Regions from separate parts of the Mus musculus genome. Here all the other regions are linked to region 4. Evidence: chromatin contacts called from public HiChIP or PLAC-seq and promoter capture Hi-C data. All regions are on one chromosome and are shown on one strand. The core of a region is the stretch at or near the end of the contact, and the rest is flanking DNA. Distances in the headings are between cores, read along the strand shown.

Region 1 (3,508 bases), core at 923-3,422, 1.1 Mb before region 4:
TGCTATCAGTGTCCAGAGCCCTCCAACATTAATATCTCCCCCAAGGGAGAGCCAGCCTGTCAGATCCATTTTGAAGTCGAGGAAAGTAAGGCCGGCATTCAAAACTTCTTAGAGCTGTATCACTCATGACAATGACATGATTCTTATAAGTATAGCATCAGCATTTTACAGCCTTTCTAGTTTTATACTCTTCAGATATGTAATCTCACTTGATCCTCAGTAGCATTTTGGTGACACATTGGGGCAAGATTTGTGTGTGTGTGTGTGTGTGTGTGCCCATGTGTGTGCTGATATGCACATGCATGAGGAGACTAGAGATTAACATAGAATGGTTTTGTTAAGTACCTACCCCCCTTCCCCTTACATTTTGAGACATGGTCTCTCAATAGACCTAGAACCCCACCATTGTGCTAGGCTGGTCAGCCAATGAGCTCCAGGTATCCCCCGTCTTCACCTTTCCATTACTGGAATTTACAGTAATGCAGAGGGTCACTTGGGGACATATGCCATATGCTATACCTGGCTTCTAGCATCAGTGTTGGGGATCTGAACTCAGATCCTCATGTTTGCATATAAGACTGAGTCATCTTCCCAGCCAGAAGGCAGAATTTTATCCCTATGCTATTCATAAGAAAAGCAAGACTCAGAGAGGGTAAGCGATTGGCCTGAAGCTAGAACTAAAGAATAAGCAAGCCAGATTCCTCACTCAGATTCAACTGGGTCTCCCACTGTATCAGCTTCATCCTGTCTGATTACAGTTAATGGTGGGAAATAAAGATTATTGAAAGAAAAGGCATTTTCCTATAAGAAGTTCAGAATGGAGGGTGCTCTGGACCCATCCAAACCAAGAAGAGCTTATCATCAAGGCTGTAGGTGAGAATGGCTCAGGGCATTCCCATACTTGTGGGCATTTATGTGAGCAAAGGCCTTGATTGGGGCGACAAGGCTATCTAGGGAGGTTGACATTGGTGTGTATGTGGGGAGGGGGAGGTAGCACTTCCTGATGCCCAGATCTCTGACATGGTGAGTGCTCTGTAAATGCTCATGGGATTCATCTGATTCTTAGGAGCCTCTGGGCTGTTGGGGAGAAGAAGATGAAGGACCAGTGGCCTAGCCCTAAAAGCTTGCTGTGCAGACATGAGCATCTGAGTTCTAATTCCCAGTGCCCATGTTTAAAAACAAAAAAAAATCCAAAAAAATGGGCATGATCATATACCTCTATAACCCTAAGTACTGGGGTTCTGGGGACAGGGTCAGGAGACTGGCTTGGGCTTGCTGGTTGCCAGCTAGCTCTGGGTTCAGTGAGAGCTCCTATCCCAAGGGATTATGGGTAGAGAGGGAGTAAGAATGATAGATTGGGCCACTTGATATCTTCACCTGGCTTACACACACACACACACACACACACACACACACACACACACACACACACATAAAGCAAAGTTACGAAATTTTTCAAGTGTGTTTCCAGGGCAGCAACTTAACTCAGAAATCATCTACCCATTTTCCTACCTCCTTGATGAAGACTTGTAGGTCCCAAGACAGCTCTGCACTGGCCTAGATCCATTCAGAGTAGAACAGGGCCTAGGAACTGGGGCTACACCCTCGTCAAGCATAAGAGGTCCTTCTTTGGAGCTATGCAGCCTCTTCCATGTGACTGCAGAGTTCACTGGAGTAAAAACAAAGTGCTGCCCACTGGATGCCTGGGGGACATCCCATTTGACCTGCTTGCCACTCATCAAGCAAAGGAAATGCACTGCAGTACTTGAGGAAAAAGCTTTTCCTATGTAGGTTAAACACCCCACCTTTCCCCAGCCTCATTGGCTCTGTGCCTTTGCCAGTAGACCCTCAAACAGAACCCAAGCAAGCTGCTGTTCTTTCCGGGTGGCTCATGCAAGATGGAAGAACACCCAGGGGGTGCTGAGGGCTTCTGGCTCACATTACATCAGCTTTGATGATGCTGGCTTCCAGTGGAGACCTGGGGTCAGTGTACATACTCAGTCAGCCTGCTAGGCAACAGGCAGTGGAAGCCCAGAGTAGCCTTCCTGGCAACTGATGAGCTCTTTTCTGTCAGAGCCCTAATGAGGTTTCAGTGCCAGGAGGCAAGCAAAGGGAAAGCAAACAGCCCAAAGTTGCTAATGTCACTGACAGTAACTAGGCTGCACAAGCCCTGTGCTGCCTCTTCTGCCTAAGAGAAAGAGACAGAAGGGGCAAAGCTCAGCCCTTTTAATTGGGGGGTGGGGCAGAGAGGGAATTCTTAGGAATCCATCTGTGCATGCAGGAGGGAATCTAGAATTAACCCTTTCTGCCTCATTAATTGCTAACTGCGGAGGGTAACAGCCAAAGCTGGGAACAGGAGGGGCTAGGTGCTGTTTCTGCGAGCAGAGACTGTAGTAGGCTCCTTGGGGAGTCACAGAAGCAGCTCCAGACACTGGACAGCCCAGGCTTACTGGATTACCTCATGCCTTCCCATGTACAGCCCATGGTCTCTGGAGCTCCTTTTTAAACCCCAGAAAGGGCTGACCTAGTATTTAAGGGTGAGGCAAACCTGGGTTCAAATCCAGTTGTAGTCTGTGGAATAGGAAATGGCTGCCTCGTGAGCTTTGAGGGCAGGTGAGTGAGATAACATCTCTATATCACAGGGATAAAACATTACATATTGATTGACTTGTTTTAAACCTTGTGCCCACCCTAGCCTCACCTGCTCATGTTGAACTGCTAAAGAGCTTGTCTTTGGGGCCTGTTTCAGTTTGTATGCTGCTCTAAGAAGATACCAGAGATGGAATAGTTTACCAACATCAGAAATATATCTCTTCATGGTTCTGAGGTTGGAAGGCTGGGACAGCCAAGGTGGAAGGCCTGGAAGGCCCCACTGTCTTGTAAGGGCTACTCTCTGATTCTGGGGTGGTGTCTTCAGGCTGTAAATTCTGGCTAGGGAAGGCCACTCTGTGTTCTCCCATGTTGGAAGGCAGAAGAAAGGGAAAGGGTGGGGGAGCTAAATGCACCATGAGGCTTCTTTTATATGGCACTTAACCTTGTTCTCCTGAGAGGCCACGTGGCTGGATCCTTCTGAGACATTAATAAGACCTGAAGTTTGGAGAGGAAACATAAGTCACAGCCATGCCTGCCAGGTCTGTGTGTGAGCTTTTGAATAAAACTATGATGAACAGGAAGGGAGGAAGAAGAGAGAGATGGAAGGAGGAAGGAAGGAGGGAATTATATTCCAAGAGTCAAGAATACCTTAGGAAAGAAAACAGTGGAAGCAGAATGATAAGGAGTTGGGGAAGAAGGGAAATGTCCGAGAGGTGAGCTTGCATTGAGGACTTAAGTGGAGACAAGGACAGACAGGTTTCAGAGGAACTATGAGAAGTGACCTTTAACAGTCAACATGACACAGTCTAGATTTGCCTGAGGAAAAACCCTCAGTTGATGCATTGCCTAGTTCAAATTGGCCTGTGTGCTTGTCTGTAAGGGGATTGTTATGGTTGTTCATTAATAGTAGTGCCCT
Region 2 (3,515 bases), core at 142-2,641, 1.4 Mb before region 4:
CATAGCCAACCCACTGTGTATAGGCCCCATGATGCCAATGCCAGAAAGCTTAGCTGCTTTTTCTTGAGGGCCTCCTATGAGCTGCTTATCCCAAGTACTGCCCACTGCATATACTGTTTTTATCTGGCTGCACAACCCCATCTGCATCTACATCCCATGCTCTAGCTTTCTCCATGATGCTGAGTGAAGGGTGTTCCTCTGTACTTGGCTTTTCCAGACTCCTTCCCCTGCCTGACGTGCTGTCTTCACAGCAGCCTGCAGGACATGGTACTTATAGAACACTGTCTGGAAAGGGTCCTCTGAAGTCCCTGGGTGTCCCCAACATTCTCCTGTGCCCCCCACATGACAGATCTGTCTTGAATGAGCCGTTGTTGTGTTGGATGGCTCTCCATGGCTTGTCTATAGGTTGAAGCAAGATGGCTCAGGTCAGGCTTTGCCCCCATTGGCAATTGTCCCAAGGGTAACCAAGCAAGGGTCTGGATCAGAGTAAGCTGTGAAAGGGCTGGGGAACAAAGAAATAAAACTAATAGCAAATGTGTTGGCCAAACGTTAGACAGACAGGATCAACCTGTGGTATGTGTGTGTATGTGTGTGTGTGTGTGTGTGTACATGTATGTAGGTGTGCATACATGTGTCTATGTGCATGTGAACGACTTTGCTTTTTGAGATAAGTTCTCTCCCTGGCCTGGAGGTCTCCAACTAGGCTCAGCGGGCAAACCAGGCAGCTCCAGGGATCAGCCGGTCAGCCTCTCCAGCTCTGGGGTTACAAGATCATTCCACTACCCCTGCTCTGTATGCGGGTTCTGGGAATCAAACTCTGGTCCTCACACTTGTGTAGCAGGTACTTTGCTGACTGAGCCATCTCCCCAGCTCTGCATTTCATTCTTACCACCCGGATTTGAGATGTGTTACTAGTTCCATTTTGTAGGGATGTGCAGCTTAGAGAAGTTTGTGCAATGGCTGATTGGCAGAGCCAGAACCCAGACACAAGCTCCATTTGATGCAGATTGTACCTTCTCTGCTCTGTCCTTCTCCAAGGCCTGTAGCTGCTTTGAATGGAATGATGTGGGTTAGACAAGCTGTGTACGGGCCACTTCCTCTCTCTCTCTCACCTTTTTTGACTTTCCACTCAGCCAGGACAGCTCCCACGTATTTTGTCAAGAACGTAAAGATTGGTATCTGCTTCTGCACTTGGGGAAGTTCCCAAGGCCACTAGGCACCCAAACATACCTCGAATACGCCCCCCTCCTCCCAGGAGAGGTGAGAAAAGGAGTTTTCCATGTGGCCATTGGGTATGAGTTCCTTTTCCCTGGGACTCCCACCTCTTCTCCATGGTCTGGGAAAGCACCCCGGGCCTTCTGATAAAAGCTCAGTACAGGGTGAGGCAGGAGAGAGTTCTTGGCTCCACCAGACATTCGGCGGTTGCTCTAGAGAGGCTTGAGACAGAAACTTATCACCATGAAACCCACTGCCATGGCACTGATGTGCCTGCTGCTGGCTGCCGTGTGGATACAGGATGTTGACAGCAAGAGCAGTGAGTAATGGGGTCCTAGTGCTTGGGCCCAGGGAGGGGAGATGTATAGGCAGGCACTCTGGGCTGGGAACAGAGCTTACCTAGACATCATTGGCTTCATTTCTGTCCCTATCTGGAGATGAATGGCGGGCAGTAATGGGATAGGGACGCTGGGCGTGGAGGAAGGTTATGGACTGGGAGCACACATCTACTTCGTGGTGGGGAGCTCAGACCTGAAACCCATTCCTCTGATTCTTTTGCTAATCCTAGAACTAGGTGGCTGCAGAGACAGACCTGGGCCAGCATCCTCTTGATGGGGTTCCAAGACTGGCCCTGTTCTGGGAGGAGCTTCTCCTTCTCCTTCTCCTTCTCCTTCTCCTTCTCCTTCTCCTTCTCCTTCTCCTTCTCCTTCTCCTTCTCCTTCTCCTTCTCCTTCTCCTCCTTTCTCCCTTCTCCTTTCTCTTCCTCCTCATCCTCCTTTCTCCCTTCTCCCTTCTCCCTTCTCCTTTCTCCTTTCTCCTTTCTCCTTTCTCCTCCTCCTCCTCCTCCTCCTCCTCTTCATCCTCCTCCTTCTAGATGAAGTGGCTTTAGTGTGTGGAAGATAATTTTGATCCTCACCCTACAGACAACTGGAAGGGCCTATGGGGTTGTTTAAAACAAATTAGGATCCCTGAAGTCCAGAGGAGGGACTAAGACTGATTTCCAGTGTGACAGATGACAGGCAGGGGCTGAAGGAAGGACCACAGGAGTGAACAGCCAGATAACTATTATATCTCTTAAAGATGTTTTCTGTATGGATAAACTGGAATCCATGTTCTAGATTGTTCGGAAAATACCAACCTGAGGTCAGGGGACCTGCAAGTTTCTGTGAACAGCGAGACAGGAAGGATCCAGGGTTAGAACACAGGGATGTTGAAGGTGGGATGTGGGAGGAGAGCGTACAAATCAGCAGACTGGGGGTTACTGGTCCCTGAAAGAGGGGAGGGCCAAGGATGGGAATGTGGAAGATTGTGTGGGCGAGTGGACCAGCCACTTTTTGGGAATACCCCCTTTTCCTTCTGAGCCCTTGTGGAGTTCCTCACCCAGCCCCATGTCTGTGAACCAAGAACTACAATGTCCTGCATGCGATGGGATAACAGGTCCTCTAGGATGTGAGGCCAGAGCCCCGAGCTTAAGTACTAGCACAGTACACAGAGCCACGCACTTGTGCTGGGAGACTGGGACTGAAGGGGTTTGTATATGTGGTAGGAAGAGTCTCACCGTATGTGCAGGAGTGTGTGCTGAGCCATGGCTCAGGCAGGCTTGTGGTTTCTGTCCCCACCACCTGCTGGTTTGTAGGGTGCTCACATCTGACGCCCCTCCCCAGTCTTATGATTGTTGTCTCCATCCTAGAAATGTGTTGCTGCTGAGACAGAGCTGCACTGCAGCCCTCGGGATGTGGTCTCCATGCTTGAGTCTGTCCTAGGAAGGACTTGGCTGGTTTTGCTTTTTAATTCTGTTGTGGGTGAGAGGCTATGGTTGCTAATGAATGGTCTTTTTTTGTGCTTTTCTTCTAGTGCTTACGGTCTCCAATAGCTGCTGCTTGAACACCTTGAAGAAAGAGCTTCCCCTGAAGTTTATCCAGTGTTACAGAAAGATGGGCTCCTCCTGTCCTGATCCCCCAGCTGTGGTGTGAGTGAGCCACTAGCCAGGGGAGAGATAATATTGACGGAATTGAGAATAGTACACACTAGATGGCGCTGTTCCACAAGAAAAGGGAGTCTAAACCCAACCAGGCAATCTAAGGTGTAGAGTGACACTAGGGGGCGTGGGGCTTCCCAGGAAGGGGGGGGGGGTCCTGATTTATTTGCTTGAACCCCAAAGTGCCTATGATTAGATCCCAAGCTATATAGCCAGGAAGAAATGTTTAATAAAAGCACAACAGACAAGGCTGGAGCGTTGGCTCAGTGGGTAGTTTGGCTGCTCAAACACGGTGATTTGAGTTCATATTCCCAGCAGGATG
Region 3 (3,192 bases), core at 675-3,174, 1.3 Mb before region 4:
ACTTTCAGAAAGAATCCCCTATTTACTATTCATGCCTTTGCACAACTGGGCATGCCTATGCTAAAAAGCCGATGCGTTATGGGAACAGATATGAGCAATGAACAATGGTTTAATGTAATTGAAGCCTCTCAACCAGTAGAGAACCACCCACTCCATCTCTAGTAACAAGGCTCTTCCTTCACTTGAACCCCATAAAATGAAACCCAAATAATACACAGGAACCCTTGAACACCTCCCCTCATTTGGCCTGCTGCTCTCTGAGATTGATCATAACTTCCCATCACTTCACTTTGAATAAAAATGCCCATGTTACATTTGCAAATCAGTGTAAGCTTTTATTTCAGTTGTTCATATAACAGACAAGGATGAGAAAACACGCAGCCCAGGCACCATCTGCTTGTAACATCTCTCTGCCTGGAGAAGATTAGGGGAGAACTTCCAGCTTTGGCTGTCTCTTAACTCAGGTGTGAAGGTTCAAGGCTGCAGAATTTGAGACTTCTGGTCAAGGATCTCCATGTACTCACTGACCCACTTCTGTGTGGGGTCTACACAGAGAGACATACCCTGCTTGGTCTGGAAACTGTGGAGAGATGGAAGGTTCAGAAATAGTGCTCAGAGCATGGCCCACAGCTCGACAGACCCCATTCACTCTTGCTCCAGAGGTGAAGGAGCTGCTTGGCAGGAGGGGAGGATGAGGAAGGGGTGGAAGGGAGAACCCTGAGGAGGAAGCCCTGATCTTGCTGCCCTACTTGAAGCTTTCTCATCTATTGTGGAAAGGAACTGGGGAAAATCCCTCTGAGCTCCTGGAAAATTACAGATTTCTTCTCTTCCAGTCAGTCTCCCTATGTGGGTAAGGCGTGGTCCAGATAAGAGGCTGTATTTGTTTGACTCACTCATCTGTGTGTCCTGACCACTCTCCCTTGACTCTGACTGGGTTTTCTGGGCAGGAATCACTTACACCACAGCTTCCATGGGGCACTGGATATTGTTGATTCTCTCGTAGCTTTTCAGCACCCGAAGGGGGATCTTCAGCTTTAGTACATGAAAGCAGCAGGTGACTGGAGCCTTATCTGGAAGCCATTTTGTAAAGAAAGAGGGTTAGGGGACATCTCAGAGTCCTCTCATAAGGGAAGATGAGGGTTGGGCTGCACCTAGGAGTCACTGTTCCCAAGTTTTGTATCTAGGGTCTAGTGACAGAATATGTCTTAGGAGTCAGTGTCCTCTGTTGAACCACAGGATTCCTCACTGATGACTGTTTATCATGAGATCTCTTTGACTGATCCCATACTTCTGACACAGGAAAGTAAGTCCCAAGAACTCGCTGTCCATCACCTTGCTGCTGTGGGCTTAGAATCAACCTATTTTATTTTTTAATCTAGGAAGCCCCTCAGTGTACAAATATCCACATATGGTTCTGGAAGCCACTCTGGATCAAGATCCCAAAGCACTTCTTCAAGACATCATCCCTATCACTCCCCTATTGCTTGTGATGTCCTTCTCACCACAGCCACTTCTGGGCCATCTCCTCAAACAAGGAGAGGGCAGTATCGGTAGTGGCTGCATGCAGCATCGTGTCCCAGGGCTGATGTCATGAGACATCACAGGGCCTGGCCTCAGTGCTCTAAACACTCACTGCTGGTTCTGCCTAGCTTTGACACACTGGCTTTTGGCTAACTTCTTCCATACTCTCAGTCTGTCCATCTTAAAATTGCAGATCATACAGCAGCTCTGGGATGCCTTGTGCTCAGATGTTAGTGCCTGCTAAACCATTTCCCTTAGGAAAGGAGATACCTTACCTGGCCCAGTCAGCTTCTCTGGGCTGACAGGGACAGCTATGAGCAGCAGGCAAAGAAGCACTGCGTAGATCTTCATGTTGAAGGCAAAGATTTTGGAGTGAAGGCTAGCGTCCTCTCAATCTAACTCTGCTAGTCTGGAGGCTCTAATCTGCCTTTTATAGGGAGCAGGGAATCTGCAGATAGAGTTGTGCCTAATGGGAAATGAAAGCAAGATCTTTGTTATGCTGAATAGTCATCAGATCATGAGATGATTTCCCGGCAGCTGGAAGGCAGCTCAGCAAGAATAAGATGCTAAAATCTTTGGCTAACTTAGACTATGAGACAGAAACTTTGAAGGGCAAGCATCTGAAACCAGCAGCATGGAGGAAGCAGTCCCACTGGATCAGGGATTCTGAAACATAGAAATGAAAAACATCTGTATAGAAGAAAGACTAGAAACCAAGGTTACCATGGAGTAAAGAGAGGTTAGATGCTTCCTTTTGGAGGGTGCTAGGAGACCAGAGAAAGGCCTAAGTCTGGTCCCTTTTACACTAGGCTTTTGCAACCCTAAGGCAGGTGGGTTTTTCAAAACCCAGATGGGCTCCAAAGAACCCTGAAAACATGATAGACTCAAGTCTCCTTCTCTTCCGTCTCCTCTTCCTTTTTCTTCTATTACTAGGAATTTTACATGTTAGCCAGAACCTTGCACATGACAGCCAAGTAAGTATTCTACTACTAAATGGCAGCTATACCTCAGCCCTTCTTTTGTAGTTAGTATTCTAGATGAGGATTAAGTAGATCTGGCTCTTCCAAATTTACTTTGTCCCCAGGCCGTCCTTGTTGTATAATTCTCCCATATCAGTCTGAAAAATGCTGTAATAACAGAGTTTCTCTACTATGTCTGGCCTAGCCTGAAAGTCCTGGAGAACTGGGCACCACGTGTGGATTCTGGAGGGGCAGGGATCCTGCAGCGGGTGGCATCCTGCAGGAGCATAGCTCTCTACATCACAGAGCTGTTTTCTTGCAGAATCCTTAATGTATGTATGACTTTTGTCTGGGAACTTCAATCACAATAACTCTGTTGGCCAAGCATCCTGTTCAATGTGTTTGGAGGCCAAATAGTGTTATGCTCAGTCTCATTCCTCGTCAGTGTAAGCAAAGATTCCTGACTAGTAGGCAGGAAGAACATCCTCAAGTGAGGGATATAGTTAGTAAAGCCACTCAGAATTAAATCTCTGAATTATATCCAATCTATTAAGCCACCATGAGCTAATGGCTAATATTTTATGATTTTTCTGGGTTTTGACCTCTGTCAGCTACAACATTTAAATGCAACACACAGTAGTACATTATATCTAAAGTTATAACAAGCAAGAAGACACCATGACCTAAAACAAACAAACAAACAAACAAACAA
Region 4 (3,263 bases), core at 724-3,223:
GAATGCAGAACCAGTTTATATAAGCGTCTTCTTAGCCACCAGTCTGCTCTCACAAATGACACAGGCATAGGACAGTCCTATCTTGGAAGTATCTATCCCAGAGTTCTTTCTCTACAAACAATCACCATGAAATCCAAGAATCCTCCTCAGAAAGAAAGCTACACACAGGAGCCAAACTGCAGGCCAACCTGCTGTGCCGTGCCAAGGATCAGGGTGGCTTTCTGAAGGCAGAGGTGCTGCAGGAAAGCGATCAGGGTGCTGTCCCCTCTCTTGGCAAGTGTGGCTTGTTGGCAGCTAAAACATGCCAAGGTCCTTCAGCCTAGTTTACTCATCTCAAATTCAGCCACAGAGCTGAAGTCCAGCCAGGGCTTGGATGCTCTTGATTTCCTAATAGATTCTGCACAGAACATGGTCCTAACAGACACAGGCCCAAATATGTGCAGGTACTAGACAATGCCCCTTACAATGTATATCCATCAGGAAAATATAGTCTATATTTGGAAAAAAAGTTTTTTAAAAAAAAATTTATTTATTTATTTTATGTATGTGAGTACACTGTAGCTGTACAGATGGTTGTGAACCTTCATGTGGTTGTTGGGAATTGAATTTTTAGGACTTCTGCTCGCTCCAGTCAACACTGCTCACTCTGGTAGGCCTCACTTGCTCAGTCCCTGCTCTCTCCAGCCCAAAGATTCATTCATTATTATTCATAAGTACACTATAGCTGATTTCAGATGCACCAGAAGAGGGTGTCAGATCTCATTATGGGTGGTTGTGAGCCACCACGTTGTTGCTGGGATTTGAACTCAGGACCTTGGGAAGAGTAGTCAGTGCTCTTACCCGCTGAGCCATCTCACCAGCCCCTGAAAGAAAAGTTTAAAAAAAAAATATTTATTCACCTTTATTTTATGTGACTGTGTGAGTCCCTGCATGTATATATGTTCCTGCCTGGTACCCTCAGAGGTATGAAGAGGGTGTCTCATCTCCTTGAACTGGAGTTACAGGCAAAGCTATTGTTGTGGATGCTGGGAAATTAACTCTGGTCCTCTGTAAGAACAGCAAGTGCTTTTAGCCACTGAGCCATCTCTCCAGCAACACCCCTCCCCCCAACAAAAACCATTTTAAGAACACCCAGTGTGTCTTGAAATTGGAGATCATAACTCATTACAATCTATGGAACTAATTTCATGGATTTCTTATTTATAATACAAACTACTACTATAAGCTTCTTGGAATGTGTAGAGAGTGGAGGTGGGGGATATAAAAAAAAAGTTTAGGACATGGTCCTCTATGCTAGAAGCTGCAATCATCCCGAGGAGATGATTCATACATTTTTTAAAAAATTACTAGTATAAGGTACTAGTCTGATGACATGCTCACATGAGTGGAAAAAAATGGACCACTGGAAATGAAGAGTAAGCCATGTGGCTGAATGCTGGGGTTCGTAAATCAGATGACCTCCACGAAGTCGCAGCTCCTCCACTTCCTAGCAGTGTGACAAGTTACTTAAGTTTGCTAAAGCACTTAGAACAGCTCTAAACATTTCGGTGACCTGGAAGTATTCTCTACCATTGCCATAACTATTCAGCCACCATTTCAAGGATGGATGGCACATGAGCACAGAAGAATGTGAGGGAATCATAATGGATAATTCGCGCCAAAGCCGCTCAAGTTATAAGTTTGTAAATTTGTAAGTTTGTTGGCATCTACTAGGCAGGGGTTGAAGAAGGCAACAAGGCCTATTCTACCCAGAGTCAGGTCCACACGGCTCCCCGCCACGCTAGATGCCCGTGCCTGTCTTTAGGGGGCGCTGCCGCTTAGCCGCCGCGGCTGGCCCAGAGCGCGTCCCCGCCCCACGCGTGCGCGCCGCCCAGGTGAGGAGGCGGCTGGGCCGGGGTTGGGCGGGCTCATCGGCGGGGCGGAGCCCGAGCGGCCGGGGCGGGGCGGGGCGGGGCCCAGCGGGACCCAGGCTAGAGGCGGGACCAGCCGCCGCCGTCTCCGTCTCGCCACCACGGCCCCCACACAACCCGCAGCCACCGCGGGAGGAGCGGAAGCCGCCGGCCTCGCCCGTTCAGAGCCGCGCCGGCTGGAGCTCTGAGGAGTGGCGGCCGTCTCTCTCGCTCTCTCTCTCTCTCCGGCCCGACCCCGCCCAAAGGTGCCGAGCACCCCCGCCCCAACCCGAGCGCTCCCACCTGAGCCGGCGCCATGGCGGAGCAGGAGAGCCTTGAGTTCGGCAAGGCGGACTTCGTGCTGATGGACACCGTCTCCATGCCCGAGTTCATGGCCAACCTTAGGCTCAGGTGAGCGCGTCTCGACAGCCATGCCGGGGTTTCCCGAGAGGGGGCGCTGCTGAGGATTCGGGGTGACCGGGGCGAGCAGCTCCCGCGAGTGAGTGCGGCGGGGTGACAGGGGGTCCGCGGCGCTGGGTGGTCACGCCTCCCAGAGAGAGGACTCTTCCTTGGTGCGGCCTTGGGACTCCAGGGTGTGATGAGGTCTAGGACTGCACTTTAGGGGTCTGGGGTCGTCCCTGTGTGGTGTCTTGATTAGGGGCATGCTGGGCTTGAGGTCGCTTAGGGGTGCACCAGCCCGCCCTGAGCCAGGTAAATGATGTGGGCGGGACCGGGTGACTTAATGGAACAAAAGTAAGGGAAAAGAAAAACTTAGGAGCGGCGTGATGGCCCTGGCAGCCCCAGGAAAACTGGAAGGTTGTTTTAAAAGAGCCTGGCATCTATCTCCTGCTTTCACGCTCGATTTTCTTTTCTCGTTTCTTTCCTTCCTCTTCTTCTTCTTCTTTTTTTTTTCTCTTTTCTTTCTTTCTGGCGTGGTTCCATCCTACCATTCAGGATGCTATGGAGTGAACCCTAAGCTGTCTGTTCCGGGACACGGGCTATTTTTTAGTTACTCATTCGACGTAATTAGACCCGTTTCCAGACATCGAAGAGACTGCTGTACTTGCCAGTGCCAAGATAAACTGTCTGAATTTGACAAGGCGTCCATGGTTTCAGTTTTTTCAAGGAGTTATGTATGGATGGAGCCTTTGTGTTACTGACATCTTTGAGAATTTAGTTACAACACAATGCCCCAAAATGGGCTTCCAAGAGGAACTTATTTTAGAAAGTCTTCTATACGTAATTATTTCATTTTCAAACAGTAATATGTAATCTGAGTATTAAAGTGTTTTGACTTTAAAAAAAAACTGAAACGGAGTTTCAGCTTGAAGCGTGTGCTTACTTGTTTATTTGTTTGTTTGTGTTTTCCCGGAA

Evidence for each region. Promoter capture Hi-C pulls out the DNA fragments that hold promoters and counts their contacts. HiChIP or PLAC-seq counts read pairs in DNA pulled down with a chosen protein or histone mark.
Region 1: a contact with region 4 is called in a promoter capture Hi-C map of hippocampal neurons, with 4 times the contacts expected there. The contact joins the promoter of 5530401A14Rik here to the promoter of Myo1d in region 4. A contact is called at or near these places in 3 of 39 promoter capture datasets (the HPC-7 cell line, hippocampal neurons and stem cell-derived epiblast-like cells) and 1 of 115 datasets of contacts at active chromatin or transcription factors (astrocytes).
Region 2: a contact with region 4 is called in an H3K27ac HiChIP or PLAC-seq map of embryonic stem cells, with 4 times the contacts expected there. The contact joins the promoter of Ccl1 here to the promoter of Myo1d in region 4. A contact is called at or near these places in 2 of 39 promoter capture datasets (the 3T3-L1 cell line and hippocampal neurons), 1 of 115 datasets of contacts at active chromatin or transcription factors (embryonic stem cells) and 1 of 9 other capture datasets (pancreatic islet).
Region 3: a promoter capture Hi-C map of stem cell-derived epiblast-like cells shows a contact between it and region 4, with 4 times the contacts expected there. The contact joins the promoter of Ccl8 here to the promoter of Myo1d in region 4. A contact is called at or near these places in 5 of 39 promoter capture datasets (the 3T3-L1 cell line, embryonic stem cells, hippocampal neurons and 1 more).

The regions. Positions count from the first base shown.
Region 1 is chr11:81,859,341-81,862,848 of GRCm38.p6, reverse strand. 5530401A14Rik (RIKEN cDNA 5530401A14 gene) reads right to left here and starts at 2,172. Exons shown (of 5, transcript NR_038010.1): 1 at 1,513-2,172. It also overlaps a transcript of Asic2 not described here.
Region 2 is chr11:82,177,688-82,181,202 of GRCm38.p6, reverse strand. It overlaps Ccl1 (chemokine (C-C motif) ligand 1), which reads left to right and starts at 1,391. Exons shown (of 3, transcript NM_011329.3): 1 at 1,391-1,534; 2 at 3,070-3,184. The coding sequence starts at 1,459.
Region 3 is chr11:82,113,917-82,117,108 of GRCm38.p6, reverse strand. Ccl8 (chemokine (C-C motif) ligand 8) reads right to left here and starts at 1,924. Exons shown (of 3, transcript NM_021443.3): 1 at 1,797-1,924; 2 at 959-1,070; 3 at 310-580. The coding sequence starts at 1,872. The coding sequence ends at 475.
Region 4 is chr11:80,778,735-80,781,997 of GRCm38.p6, reverse strand. It overlaps Myo1d (myosin ID), which reads left to right and starts at 1,973. Exons shown (of 22, transcript NM_177390.3): 1 at 1,973-2,300. The coding sequence starts at 2,206.